5 separate regions of the Mus musculus genome follow, and all the other regions are linked to region 4. The links are chromatin contacts, called in public HiChIP or PLAC-seq, capture Hi-C and promoter capture Hi-C maps. All regions are on one chromosome and are shown on one strand. The core of a region is the stretch at or near the end of the contact, and the rest is flanking DNA. Distances in the headings are between cores, read along the strand shown.

What was found. Promoter capture Hi-C pulls out the DNA fragments that hold promoters and counts their contacts. HiChIP or PLAC-seq counts read pairs in DNA pulled down with a chosen protein or histone mark. Capture Hi-C pulls out chosen DNA fragments and counts their contacts.
Region 1: a contact with region 4 is called in a FOXA1 HiChIP or PLAC-seq map of pancreatic cancer cells. The contact joins the enhancer-like site here to the promoter of Ran in region 4. A contact is called at or near these places in 1 of 39 promoter capture datasets (pre-B cells), 3 of 484 Hi-C or Micro-C datasets (CD4 T cells, the G1E-ER4 cell line and regulatory T cells), 3 of 115 datasets of contacts at active chromatin or transcription factors (bone marrow-derived macrophages, large pre-B cells and pancreatic cancer cells) and 1 of 9 other capture datasets (adipose tissue).
Region 2: a contact with region 4 is called in a promoter capture Hi-C map of liver, with 3 times the contacts expected there. The contact joins the promoter of Kctd7 here to the promoter of Ran in region 4. A contact is called at or near these places in 2 of 39 promoter capture datasets (hippocampal neurons and pre-B cells), 1 of 484 Hi-C or Micro-C datasets (regulatory T cells), 2 of 115 datasets of contacts at active chromatin or transcription factors (embryonic stem cells and large pre-B cells) and 1 of 9 other capture datasets (liver).
Region 3: a contact with region 4 is called in a capture Hi-C map of macrophages, with 4 times the contacts expected there. The contact joins the promoter of Tpst1 here to the promoter of Ran in region 4. A contact is called at or near these places in 1 of 39 promoter capture datasets (pre-B cells), 1 of 484 Hi-C or Micro-C datasets (CD4 T cells), 2 of 115 datasets of contacts at active chromatin or transcription factors (embryonic stem cells and stem cell-derived neural progenitor cells) and 1 of 9 other capture datasets (macrophages).
Region 5: a contact with region 4 is called in a promoter capture Hi-C map of trophoblast stem cells, with 5 times the contacts expected there. The contact joins the promoter of Glt1d1 here to the promoter of Ran in region 4. A contact is called at or near these places in 4 of 39 promoter capture datasets (the C10 cell line, hippocampal neurons, pre-B cells and 1 more), 1 of 484 Hi-C or Micro-C datasets (myeloid progenitors), 1 of 115 datasets of contacts at active chromatin or transcription factors (embryonic stem cells) and 1 of 9 other capture datasets (liver).

The regions. Positions count from the first base shown.
Region 1 is chr5:130,271,899-130,274,598 of GRCm38.p6, forward strand. All of the region lies in intron 6 of Tyw1 (tRNA-yW synthesizing protein 1 homolog (S. cerevisiae)), which reads left to right. Among named protein-coding and RNA genes, the nearest start is that of Tyw1, 16 kb to the left of the region's middle. Within about 2 kb of position 1,368, at least 14 of the 459 cell types and tissues checked have an H3K27ac peak or open chromatin away from gene starts, as enhancers often do. A contact at or near this core is called in pancreatic cancer cells, where this site is marked.
Region 2 is chr5:130,143,506-130,146,205 of GRCm38.p6, forward strand. It overlaps Kctd7 (potassium channel tetramerisation domain containing 7), which reads left to right and starts at 1,378. Exons shown (of 4, transcript NM_172509.4): 1 at 1,378-1,721. The coding sequence starts at 1,578.
Region 3 is chr5:130,077,929-130,080,628 of GRCm38.p6, forward strand. It overlaps Tpst1 (protein-tyrosine sulfotransferase 1), which reads left to right and starts at 1,442. Exons shown (of 6, transcript NM_001130476.2): 1 at 1,442-1,733.
Region 4 is chr5:129,018,883-129,021,582 of GRCm38.p6, forward strand. It overlaps Ran (RAN, member RAS oncogene family), which reads left to right and starts at 1,274. Exons shown (of 7, transcript NM_009391.3): 1 at 1,274-1,396; 2 at 1,646-1,692; 3 at 1,802-1,886; 4 at 1,984-2,109. The coding sequence starts at 1,657.
Region 5 is chr5:127,631,001-127,633,700 of GRCm38.p6, forward strand. It overlaps Glt1d1 (glycosyltransferase 1 domain containing 1), which reads left to right and starts at 1,262. Exons shown (of 12, transcript NM_177005.4): 1 at 1,262-1,351. The coding sequence starts at 1,284. It also overlaps a transcript of Slc15a4 not described here.

The DNA.
Region 1 (2,700 bases), core at 118-2,617, 1.3 Mb after region 4:
CGGGTTAGTCAGGCTGGAATTCAGGTGGGCAGCCATACTCATGCAGCGTTTATAGGGATTAGAACTAGGGAGTCAAACTCTGGTCCTCATGTTTGCCCAGCAAGCACTTTAACCACGGAACAGTCTCCCCAGCCCCTTTCAGTCACTTAGAAGCCTCTGCCGTTTTCCTTCCGGGATGTGATCTCCTCACATCTCTTCCGCACCCCTGCACTTTGTTTCCCAGTTTGCTGGCGATTTCTCAGTGGCTTACTGTTGCTTGTGTTCTGCCTCCCACCAGCATAGGTGACTTTTCCCATCCACTCTTCCAGCTTTACGTTCCCTTAATGTTTGCGCAGTTGTTCCACGACAGAGGCAGCCTACTGTGGCTACTTCTCCCTAAATCTTTTAGGCACAGCGGGCGAACTCTGTAATGTCGGTACCCTGGGGTTGCTGTAATTGGACCGGTCCATTTCTGGGGAGGATGGGGGTGCTTCACATTAATTTTCTAACCCCAGTGGCTTCTATGAGTTACATTTAACTTCTTTTGGTTTTTTTAAAGCATTTATTCATTTATTTATTTTTTTAAAATGTATGTGTATGAGTCTTTTGCCTGCTAGTGTATTTGTGTAGCACATGCCTGCAGTGCCTGTGGAGGCCAGAAGAGGGTGTGGGTTCCCTACAGCTGGAGTTGCAGACCATTGTAAGCTACCAAGTGGATGCTAGGGACTGGACCCAGGCGCTCTCCTGGAGCAGCTGACCCATCTCTCATCCTCTGCATTCATCTTCTATTGAAGACAGGTTTTAAATTTTCTGAAGGTCACAGAGCCAAGTTAATGGCAGTTCTGATTAGATTTTATGTGAAGATGAAATGAGTTCCTTTGAGAGGCAGTAAGTTCGTCTCTGTCAGAGATGAGGTTCTGAGCCTGAGTTACAGAGGAGCCCGAGATCGTCAGCTAAGTGTCTCACCAGCTAAATGTCACCTGCTGCCAATTTTAAAATTTGATTGATTAATTTTGAGACAGGGTCTCATGTAGCTCAGGTGACATTGATTGGCACCTGCTTGATTGAGGGTGACCTTGAACTTGTGGTGTTCCGGCCTCCACCTTCAGAGTGCTGGGAATATAGGTATGCATCCCCAGGCTGTGTGCATCCAGTGCTGAGGCGGAACCCAGGGCTCTAAGTGCTATGGAAGCACTCTGTCAGTCTGTCTGCCTCTCCTTTGAGGGTTTGGGGTCACAGCTGTGCTCATCCCTCCCTATTGCACAGTAACATCTGGAGTAAGCCTGACAGAGCGGTAGAGCTGAGGCTGGGATTGTTTCTATGTGCTGACGGTTGGCCCTTTACACAGCGCTGAATTGAAGTCACTTCATTATACTTGTTTGCAGAAATGAGTCACAGGCACATGGCACTTAACCTCAGAATCTGTTCTGAGCAGTGACGTGTTCAGGCTGCTCCAGTGCTAGGTGGGCATCAGCGGGTATGCTGAAAGAAACGGAGAGGGCTGTGATGTCACAGGCAATATGGGACCATGGGGCCACTGCCACACATATGGCCCATTGTTGGGTGACAGTTTTTGTGACACATTACTATTTTGTTATCTAGAAGCAAACAAGTCTCTGCCCAAAATTTAAAAAAAAAAAATTTCTTACGTGTGTGTGTTTGTACATGTGCACACATGCTGCAGAGCATGTGTAGAGGTCAGGTGACACCTTGTAGAAGTTAGTTCCCTCCGTCACCAAGTGGATCCAGGAGATAGAGCCCAGGCTGCAGGCACTGTTACTCAAAGCAGCATCTTGGTGGCCCCAGGCCTGCTGGGAAGTGCTGTCCCATCCAGCTACCCTGTAGCCCACACTTCCCCGTGTGCCTGCCTGCGGTTTTCTTCCCCCAGCATTGTCCAGCCTGTAGGCACAGGGCAAGTTTGCTGAGGGATTAGTTTTTGTCACTTTGTGAGGTTTGTTTGCTTATGTGGCCTGTAAGTAGGTTTGTGCACGGTGTGGGTGCAGCTCCCACCCATCGGGCCCAGGAGAGGGCACCGGATCCCCTAGAACCAACAATAGACACAGTTGGCAGCTGCCATGTGGGTGGGGACTGAACTCAGGTCTTCTGGAAAAGCAGTCAGGGCCCTTAACCACTGAGCCATCTCTCCAAACGGACGGACTCTGTGATGCCTTTTCACAGGGATCACTTTGATGCCAGAGAGGTAAGATGATTTTTTTTTTCCTGAGACAGGGTTTCTCTGTGTAGTCCTGGCTGTCTTGGAACTCACTCTCTAGACCAGGCTGACCTTGAACTCAGAAATCTGCCTGCCTCTGCCTCCCAAGTGCTGGGATTAAAGGCGTGCGCCACCATTGCCCCACATGATTTATATTTTTAAAAATTATTACTAATCAGTCAGGGCTAGTAAGATGCCTCAGAACGTAAAGGAACTTGCCACCAAACTCCATGACCTGGGTTCCAGGCTTGTCGTGTGTGTGTGTGTGTGTGTGTGTGTGTGTGTGCGTGCACACACACACACACACACACACACATGCATGTAACACAAAATAATGATTAAAAAGCAGCAAAGAATACTCAAACAAAAACACTGTAAAGGTGCTTTGAAGTGAGGCAGTGGTGGAGTGCCTGCCCAGGATTGTGAAAGGCCAGGGAATCCATCACCAGCAGCACAAACTGACCCAAACACAATAAAACAGGGACGTGAGAGCTGAGCTTTGTGTGGGA
Region 2 (2,700 bases), core at 128-2,627, 1.1 Mb after region 4:
GCGTACGCATGTGTGGGCAGGTCAGATGGAGAAGAGGAGCCCTGTTTGGGAGTGGGGTTTTCTCTTTTCTCATCTGTGGTTATTTAATTTTTTTCATTTTTAGCGTTTGTTTTTAGCAGTCTCATGTAACCCAATTTGGACTCACAATGTTATGAAGCTGAAGCTGGCCTTGACTTCCAAGTACTGATATTGCAGCGTGAGTCACCATACTCAGTTCCGTTATTATTTATTATTATTATTTATTATACTAGAGACAAGAGTTGAATTCTCAGAAATCCTTCTAACCTCTCAAGTCGCTGCAATTAAAGGTATTTGCAACCAAGGTTTTCCTTCCTGTGTGAGTCCACGGAAAAAGCGCTAGCACAGCAGCCATGTCCTTGCCAGCCATTGGTGTTGCAGTGCTCAATTTCTATTACACAGCAGGTGCCCTCAGCCCTCCACAACACATCCTCAAGGACAGCCTGCTTAGGCCTTTTTTCACTGGCCCGCTGCTATGGAGACAAACCAGCCAGTCCTGGGCCCTTTCCCAGGACACATGGACCGGGATGATAAAGTGGAGTGGCCTGGAGCTTCGCGCCTGCTAGTCAGAAAGCCAATGAAAGCAGGACCACGGTGCTGCCCCTATGAGCGGGCTTCCTGCCAATCAGGGGCGGAGGCCAGCGAGGACACAGCCAATAGCAGGAGCAATTGGGTGGTCTGTCCTTTCGGGAACCGCGCCGGGGGACCAGCGCTGTCGTTGAACGTCGGAAGTGCAGAACGCGTGCCCTTTAGGTGGCCTATAAGAATGGGACTGATCGGCAAGCCGTTGTCAGTTGTCACTCTAGTTTGAGACCTCGATGGTTGGATCAGACCTTTAACCGTCATAGCGGAGCTAATCGGACACTGCCAGTAGTAGGAGGCGACCGGGTGAGGCCAGAGATGCTACCTGCGCTGTGGTTGCTATGCGCAGAGAGCCGCTTCCCTAGATAAGTGGCCTGGACCAAGGGAGGTAGCGCTCCCGTTAGTTAGATAGCCAATCAGAATGGAACAAACCCAACCAGACGTGTTTACCCTATAATTGGACAATGCTCTTGCCAATCATAGCAGGAGTTCATGAAACCTCGGCCAATAGCAAGAAGCGCCTGGTTCCGATTTGCAGCGCAGGGTCCACGCGGTGGTTGCTGATCGAGGTCGTCAGTGGGCGATCACCTCCCCTCGGCCAAACCCTGGAGCAGACAGGCGTCGCTCGCGCTTGTCAGCCAAGAGCCAATCAGAATTGGGTAGGCCTGTAGCCACTACGGCTTAAGGCCGAATTGTTTGTTCTGTGATTGGGCGAACCTCCTGACAATCAGGGCGGAGCCAGCGAAGATTCGGCCAATGGCTGGAGGCAGCCAGGTCAGACCAGCGACTAACTGTAGGCGCGTTGGTCGTTAGACTGTTGGAGGGCAGCACAGGACATCCTAACTGCTTGCAGGTCCTCGGCGTCTAGCGCCCGCCGGCGGCCCATCTCGTCATGTCAGGCACTGCTTGGCTTTAGTTCTTCAGGCCTCCGCCCACCCGCCTACCCGAAGCCGCGCCCACCGCCCAGAGCCAGAGGGATGGTGGTAGTCACCGGGCGGGAGCCAGACAGCCGTCACTCGGACGGTGCCATGTCCAGCTCCGAAGCCGAAGACGACTTCCTGGAGCCGGCCACTCCTACGGCCACGCAAGCGGGGCACGGGCTGCCCCTGCTGCCCCAGGAGGTACCTGGATCGAGCGATGGGGGAAGGGAGGGCTGATGGGAAGCGAGGGAGAGACTGGTGCTTGCAGAGCTGACCTTGGGCGGAGAGCCTCCCAAGGAGCTATCCACCCCTGATGCCACTCCTACACTAGGTGTATCCTCCCTGCCCCGAGTCACCTGCACTCCAAGTCCCTTCTTCCCGTACTACCAGATGTCAGTTCCATTCCTGTATTTCATGTCACCTTTATCAACTAGACGAGGACTCAACACATAGCATGTTCCATACAATCCAAAGGAGGACCTGGGTTATCCAGGTGTATCCTCCAGCTGCCGGGGGAGTGGCATTAGAAACTACCTGCAGTTAACCTATCTGGTGCCTTGGTATGATTTAAGAAAAGGACACACCTGAGTGGACCAATTCTCATCCAGGTGCCGTTATGCAGTGAACAATCTCCATTACCACATGGGGTAATTTTATTTGCTAGATGGACAAGAGTGAACGGTAGAGGATTTGGGGTCAAGAAAGCAGCGAGAGCAAGGACATGCAGGAGATAAATTCGGGAAATAGGAGGGCAATGGTGAGTTGAACTCAGAGCAGAGATGATGGAGGGATTAGGGGCTTCATTTATCAGTTGCTGTATTGTGCTATGGAGTGGCTTCGTTAGTAGCCCTTCCTGTGTGTGACACTTTGCACCTGAACTGACCCTGGAGATGGATAGGAAGATGAATACAGATGTAGAGATGGATAGGAAGATGGATACAGATGTGGAGACTCGACAATCTGAGGGGGCTGGCTTGAGTGAGGCTCTCCGGCAGCTGACAGTATTGTGGTAGGGTTAGAATCCCCGAATTGCCAGCATCGTGGGAAACTTGTGAACATAAGCAAAATTCTAGACATAACTCTGCAGTCAGGGAAAAGGGCCAACACGGCGGTGACACTTTTTTTTGTGCACTGTCATTGGGCAGAAGTTGTGGTTTGAGTGACAGGACACACAATCCCA
Region 3 (2,700 bases), core at 192-2,691, 1.1 Mb after region 4:
TCAGATTTGGCTTCTAGGTCCCTGAGCCCATGCTATCTCCAGAACCCGTGCCAATAGAGTTGAAATTACTGCTTTGATGGAACCTGGCGGAGACATGCACGGGGATTGTAGGTGGGGAAGAGCGGTTTCCTCTCTCCCTCTCAATTCTCTCTCCCCTCTTCGTAGTTCTCCCTTCTCTCGTGGAATGGTTCTACTTATGTATGCCTGTGTGTATGTATGTATGTATGTATGTATGTATGTATGTATGTGTAACTCAGACTTGCCTCAAACTCAGTACATAGACAAGAGTGACCCTGAACTGCTGACCTCCTGGCTCCCCCTCCTAAGTCCTGAGATTGTGAGCATGCTCCCCACTTCCTTCTTTTTTTTTCTTTCCTCTGCAATAGAACTTCCTGCAGCACAGACGGGCCCCAGATTCACCCACCGTGAAGCTGAGGCTCAACTTCAATTCCAGGTGCTCATGCCAGAGACTGGCTTGTGCTGGGTTAATAAGCACGTGTCACTCTTTCTGGCTTCTATGGTGCTAAGTGACGCTCTGGGTCAGGCATTCTAGCAGCTGAGTTCCATCCCCAACCTTTCTTTTTTAAAAAATTTAAACTCCGAGACAGGATGTTGCTCTGCAGCCCAGATAGCTCTTGAATTCTGTCCTGCCTTGGCCTCTCGAGTCTCAGGATAATAGCTATGAATCACCTTGCCTGGCTTCAGGGCAGGGTGCAAAGGGAGGTTGAGAAAGGATTTTGTCCTGTAATACATTTTGGCCTGGAACTCACGAAGCAACCTAGAATGGTTTCAAACTCCTGGCAATCCTCCTGCCACAGCCCTCTGAGATATTATAGTGGTTAAGTCATCGCACCTTCTTTCATTTATACATCTTTATTTTCAGACAGGGACTCATGCTGTCCAGAGTGTCCTTAAACTCCCCCTTGTAGCCAAGGACGGCCTTGAAGTTCTGATCCTCTTGCCTTGTATGACCTCAGTATTGGGATTCGAGCTATGTACCACCATATCCAGTTGATGCTGGGGATGGAACCCAAGGCTTCACGCCTACTCTCCCGACTGAGCTCCATCCTCAGCCCTCACTAATACTTTTCTGTGGTACGGAATACTGTGCAAATTGACTTGTGTGCTTGACAGCTGCGTCAAGCAATGGCCAGGCAGTGCAGGGGACTTTTTAGGAACACTATTTTTTGTTTGTCCCTGCCCTGTTTCAGGGATGAAGGTCTTCTTGGACATGTGAGGGTCCCGGAACAAGTCCTGGCTCCCCTCCAGTTAGGCCACCGGCTCTGTTACTCCAGCCACAAACTGCCCGTGTAGGCAGCAGCAGGGTATAAGCCCTTTTTGCGAGTTCGACAAACGCTGGCCCCGGATGTCAGACCCCACCCCGCAGCTCCTGGCTGCCCCGCGGGCTCTCTCTCAAGCCCCGCCTCCCCCCGGAACCGACAAATCAGAGAGGCGGACACATCGCGCGGCCCGGCTGCGGGTAGCCTATGGCGGCGTGCGTGAGATCCCGCGGCCACGCGGCGGCGGGAGGCAGGAGCTGAGGCGGCGACCGCGGCCAGTCGCTGCTGAGGCGGCCGCGGGTGCGCTTCTCGGCGGGGCCGGGCAGGGCCGTCGCCTGGCGGTGAGGACGCGCTCCCGGGGCGGGCGCTATGGCCACCAACTAGGGCGGCCGGAGAAGCGGCCGAAGCCCAAGATGCCGGAGCGACGGCACGGCTGCGCCTCCGCCATCGTAGGTAAGCGGCGCCGCTCTCCGGGCGCCGAGCCCGGGACGCCTCCATCCTTCATCCCGCCTGCCCCTTCCCCCATCCCCCGGGCCGCCCGGCGCCTCCCGCTCCTTTCGCCTAGCAGTCCCGGTCGCTACTGCCATGTCTGCCCAGCAGGCATTCGGCTCTCCACTCACCGGATCCCGACTCACCTGCGCACGCACGCTCACTGTGATATCCCTAGCCTTGATGGAGACCGTCATCCCGTTTTTTTGAGGATTCCCCCACCCCCATCCCCATGAGACATCTCACTGTTTACCCCAGGCTGGCTATGAATTCAGAGTAACCCTTGCTGGCTTTGAACTCGATTTAGCCTGTAGCCCACATCGTCTTCGAACTCCCTGTGTATAGCCTAAGCTGGCCTCAAACTTAACTTTGTATCCCAGGCTGACCTCAGAATCACCATCTAGCCCAGGTTGGCCTCAGGTTCATCATGTAGATCAGGCTGGTGGTGGTCGTCTCGTCTCAACAAGGGATGACAGGCGTGGGCCACCGTGAGTCCCTTTTTCCATGTCAGTTGCTGACTCCCTTCATGGAATGGTGCATACCCTTTTAATTTGGAGACCCTTTTATATCCTGTTCACCTCCTCTGGCTTTAATCAGCCGCCACCTTTTCCTTTTCGTCCTCTCTTGACACTTGACACTTGGGACATTTACCATGCTCCTTATGCCAGTTCCATAATTATAATTATTACTATTAATATATATATATATAATGCATGCATGTATGTATGTGCACGATGCGTGCGCTTAAGTGCCTGAGGAGGCCAGAAGAGGGCGCTGGGTACCTGGGAGCTGGAGTTAGAGGTGGGTGGGAGTCACCGCGTGGGTACTGGCAATTGAACTCCAGTCCTCTGCAAGAGCAGCAAGTGCTCTAAATCCCTGAGCGCTGGACTCCAGCCACCCCGCACTCTCACATGAGTCAGGGCCACAAACT
Region 4 (2,700 bases), core at 24-2,523:
CAGCAGTGGGCAGTCCAGACAGTGCTTGCAGGGAGAGCTGCGCCTATGCCCGCTTGAGTGTATTCTCTTGTTTCCCTCGGCTTCTTAGGATGAGGTTCTTTGTAAGTTCTAAGCGTGGGCCAGTTAGTAACACAAACCAGGCCACCAGATGATGCGGTTCGGCAGGCTGGTTGCCAGGACAAGTAAGTTCATGATAAGTTTTCTCGGGGAGAGGGTCACTGGTGATGTCACCACCCAGCACCAGGTGCTACATTGTATCAACAATCTACCAAACTGGAACTAGGCGGGTTGACCGTTTTTCTCCTAAACTCTGTTTGATCTCCACCTCCTGTTATATCCTCTATTGAATACAGCTCACAGCATAGCCCCTTGTAGCCGACTTGTTACATATACTCCAAAATATAGTAACTTTGTATTTATATAAATATGTAACTGACGTTCCATTAAACATACTATGTTAACGTTATGTTATAGTTTTTGTGCACACTTTCCCACCTGTCTTCTACCTAAGTTGCCCAGGCTAGCCTTGGAACCCTAAGGCCTGTGCTGGCTCCTTTTAGATTGCATAGTACAAAGTAACAGCAGGGCCCCCAAGCTCTGGTCATCAGAGATACATTTTCCATTTCCCCAGCAGCATCTGTATTTGCTGGTCAATTGCTGCTCAGGAGGGAGCCAGGGTAGGGTATCTTCTGCGAGACAGATTACTCAGACCACGCAACAGAGGAAGGGCCCTGGGATGCTGAACGCCTGGACTAACTGCATCCGGTCCCATCCTCCCAGGAAGGCCAGGCCGTGTCCATGCCGGGCACGCATGGCTGACGCAAGCCGGGCCTCGGGCGCGCGCACCCTCATTCATTCCCTCCATTCATTCTGCAGACGGCGGCCGCGCACACTTAGCGATCGCCCGCCCGCGAGATCCCCGGTGCCTGTGGACACAGGACTTGGGGACGAAGGTCGGGCGGTGCCCGCTGAGCGGCAGCGAGCGACCGAGAAGCAGCACCCGCCTTTCCCGCCCACGAGGCCCCTGGCTAGGCCGCCGCCCGCGTAACGCGCGGCCTCCCGCAGCCAGCGCATGCGCGTGGCAGCCCGCGCTCAGCGCCGGCTCCCGCGGGCCCTTCACGGTCCGCGTGCGTGCGCGTCCCCGCTCGGCCGGCCCACGTGACCCGCCGCCCCTCTCCCGCCCTGGGCGCTCCGAGGGCCCCCGGCCGAGTCGGACGGCTCCAGCGGACGTGCGCGTGCACGCGCGCCGCGTGGTTGGGCGCGGCGCCGTTGCTCCGCCCTCTCCCGGCTCCTCCCCCCCTCCGCGCGCCGGCGTCCGCTGCGTCTCCGGCATTTGAATCGCGCTTCCGCCATCTTTCCAGCTCCAGTCGGACAGGCGCGGAGACTCTTCTGGAAGGTAGCGTCGAGGCCGGGAGGGTGCGGGCGCGGGCGCGGGCGGTGACCGGAGGGTTTGGGTGTCCTTCGGGTGGGCGCGGGGCGGCGCTGGCGACGAGGCGAGGCGAGGCGGACGGGCAGCGCCCTGGGCTTTTTCAGCCCGCTTCCCTTCCCCCCACCGTCTCACGCCGCGTCCCCGCCTTCCCGCGCGCTCTTCCCGGCCGCGGCCTTTGTGGGGCGCACGTGCCGCAGCCGCTCTCTCTCCCCGCAGGATCCGCCGCGATGGCCGCCCAGGGAGAGCCGCAGGTCCAGTTCAAGGTGCGTGTGCGGCCGCACGGGGGCCCTCGGAGGGCGAGCGAGCGGGGAGGTCGGGAGGGGACGGCATGGCGGGGACCGCTCACGCCGCCGCCTCGTCTCTTGAATCTAGCTCGTCCTGGTGGGCGACGGCGGCACCGGGAAGACAACCTTCGTGAAGCGCCACTTGACGGGCGAGTTTGAGAAGAAGTATGTAGGTAGGTGCGGCCGGGGGTGCTTCACGGCAGCGAGGCCTCCGGGGGAAGGCGGCGGGCAGTGCACGGCTGACCCCTTCTGCCGCCCTGTTCCCCGCAGCCACCCTGGGCGTGGAGGTGCACCCGCTCGTCTTCCATACCAACAGAGGACCCATCAAGTTCAACGTGTGGGACACGGCCGGCCAGGAGAAGTTCGGGGGCCTGCGCGATGGCTACTACATCCAAGGTGAGGGGGGCCTTGCGGAAGTGGGCCCAGGCCCTCGGACATGTGCTTGGGGTATGAGCCGGAGAGCCAGCCGTTGCCGGGTGACTAAGGAGAGGGGACAGAAATCTCTTGGAGGGAGGCGACCTGGTTGGAGTGGATAGGAGATTTTTTTTTTCTTTTATAAGAATCGTCCGTGGTGTCGTTTGATCATATGCTGTGTCATGCTAGGCATTGATTTGGGGCAAACTGTGTGGCTTCAGAACTTAGTAGGAGACTAAGCTATTGGGAAAGCTCCCGGGTCACTTTTTGGTTTTCGAAACTTGAATTAAGGGCTACACGCAGTAGCTTACCCGTGATTATTCCCATCATTAAAATAAGTAGTGAGCATTTGCCCCAAGATACTAAACCTCTAGCCCCTCCTGGAGCCAGGCCCTCTCTCACACGTGAAACCTGCCGCCTCATGGAAACTGTACTTTTACTTTTCTCCTTGAAAGTAATCGAAAAAGCTTAGTGGGGAAAGAGTCTGTTGGTGTTTAAAGACGAATGAATATCCTTGTGATCTTACTAGCATGATGAGAAAATTCGTTCTTTGGCTTCTTCGCATGTAAAGGC
Region 5 (2,700 bases), core at 12-2,511, 1.4 Mb before region 4:
AAAAAAAACAATCAAACAATCAAACAAACCAACCAACCTTCCCTTGCTTCCCCCCTGTGAATAGGTAGGAGAGTGGGTCCAGTGTTCCCCTGCAGAGGCAGGCTTTGTCCATTGACAATCAGAGACCAGTGTGTTACGAAGCTGGACTGGGAGAAGGCTACTCAAGGGACCCAGGCACCTACTCTTTCTTCTTTGAAGTTGTTAGGGAGTTTTCAGGGATGGGAAGAGATTAATTTCCGGGGCTATGCTTAGAATATTGGTTCTATAATATTGATGGGCTTTAAATAATGCACATGTCTTTGTAAAACGCCATGAATTCACCCAAATGTCACGCTGTCACAAGACTGTCTCTTCCCACCCTTCCTGCTCAGGTGTATTTAGTGCAGGAGGCTCTGAGCCCTGGGCTCTGCACAAACCTGACTTCCTAGCCTTACACCACACTCCTCAAAAACTGCCTGAGGCTGCGGATGTGGATGTGGCTTAACGCTTGGAAGAAGAGTCTAGCAAGCAAGAAATCCAGGGCTGCTGGGTGCCCCCCCCCCCCCACTTCCCCTCCTTTCCTCAGAATCTTGTGGCTGGTCTTCAACTTACAGCAATCCTCCTGCCTCAGTCTCTGTATTCCTGGAATTGCAAACCTACATCCCTGAACCCAGCCAGCTCCATAACAGCCTTCTCTATTTTGGTTCTCCATACTCTTTCTCTGGAAGTTCACAGAACTTAGTTTGGGGAAGCCAGAGTCTACAAAAGGACGGACTGCCTACATACATAGAGTCCAGGGCATCCTTAGGGTCTAGGGTCCTCTCAATGCAAAGTGAAGCTCAAGTCCCCTCTCCACATGTGGTCTTGTACCTACACCTCACCTGGTCCTAGTCTCTGGGGGAGCAGTCTCTGTATCAGCCACTATGTTGCATGTAGGAGCCCAACTCATGATCTTTACGAGGGGAAGTCACAGGACAACCTATGTTCTTGGTGCCTGAAGAGTGGACAACCTCCCCCCACCTCCCATCTTTCTGAGCTCGTGGCTGTCTGACACCTGGTCTCGTGACCCCCACCCCCACCCCCACCCGCTAGTCTCCTCAGGTCCCCTCGGGGCCCCCAGATCTCCCTTCTCCCTTCCCTTCCCTTCGTGTCCCCTCCCCTGCCCTCCCTGCCTTCCCTCCCTCCTCCCCTCCCCTCCCTACCCCTGAACCTGCGGGCTCCGCCTTGGAACAGCAGGCGGGACCGAATCCACCCCTACCCCTCCGCCCGGGCCTGGTGGCCCAGTTCTTGGCGGTAGCGACGACATGCGGCTCCTGTTCCTGGCAGTACTGAGGCCTCACACTGGCAACGCGGTCACAGCTGGGCGCCTACGGTATGTTGCGGGGACCTGAGCATCCCTCGCGTGGGGATGCCGGACTGGGCCGGGCGCCGGAGCCGCGCGTGCACAAACGGCCGGGTTGTAGGCGCAGGTGCGGGCGCGAGGGGCTGCAGCTCTGATTCCAGCTGCCTGCTGCCCTGTCTGGCTATTGTGAGTGCCCTAGGATGCCGCAAAGAGGCCGCCTGGGCCAGCGCTGGGACGCGGGGTGGTGGTGGGGGAAACCAGAGGCTCAGCAAAGGCCTCGCTGCAGACTTGAGCTTTGGGCAGAGTGGCCTGGGATGAGAAGCGGGGACCCACGTGGCTGGAAAGACGCAGAGTCCCGGTGCATCGGATGCTCCAGCACGTGCGGAGATTCAGGGTCCGAGTTCCGTGGCTGCTGCCATTCCCTCCCCCGCGCCCGCACTTCCTACCTGGTTCTCTTCTGAACGCTCAGCTTATTTTATTTAATTAGGCCTCTTTTTGCTTTGTATGTTTACCTGGGACGGAAGCCTGGAGCCAGGACAAGGCAGGGAAGGCGGGTCCATTCACCTCTGGCCATCTGGTTGCCTGGATCAAACCGGGCTGGTCTGAATCATTGGAAAAGCAGACACTTACGTGCCCGTGCTCACTTGCTCGCTCCCCCCCGCCCCCCGCGCGCGCTCTCTCCCTCCCCTTCCACTTGCTTCAAGACATTTCCCAATGGCTCCCCCCCCCCCCCCGCCCCCAGTGGGTATGTTTCCTCATCATGGGAAAGAGCCGTTGAGTCTTCAAGCTAAAAAAAATGTTACAGTTCCTCTCAAGATCACAGTGAACAACCAAAGGCGGGCAGATGCATACCTGAAGTTTCCCCGGAGTGGTGATAGTGTTGTGATTGTGTGAGATTCCCCTCCCTCTAATTCAGTCACTCTTCGGGCTCTCTGTGGACTGAGCTCTTTCCAGTAGAAAAGTGCAAGTCATTTACAAGGAGAGTAAACACAGGGGTAAATCATTCCAGGGCGATTGGGACCATGGAGCAAATAAAACCATGCTGGGGTGTGGCCAATTTGATAGAGTGCCAGGCAAGCATAGGTGAATCCCTGGGTTCCGTTCCCAGCAGTGCATAAACCCAGGAGGTGCGGTTGTACATGACCACATGCTGATAACCCCAGCCTTTGGGAGCTGAAGGCAGGACCATTAGAAGTTCAAGGGCATCCTCTGCTACTGTCAACTTCCAGCTACTTGAGAGCCTATCTCCAAAGCAAAGCAATACCAAAACAATATAACCTTTGCGTTGGAGGGGCTCCTTCAAGTGATAAGGTCCAGGCTGGGCTCTCGGCAGAAGTAGCTTGTAAGCTAAGATCAGAGGGAAAGCACCCACAGGTCCC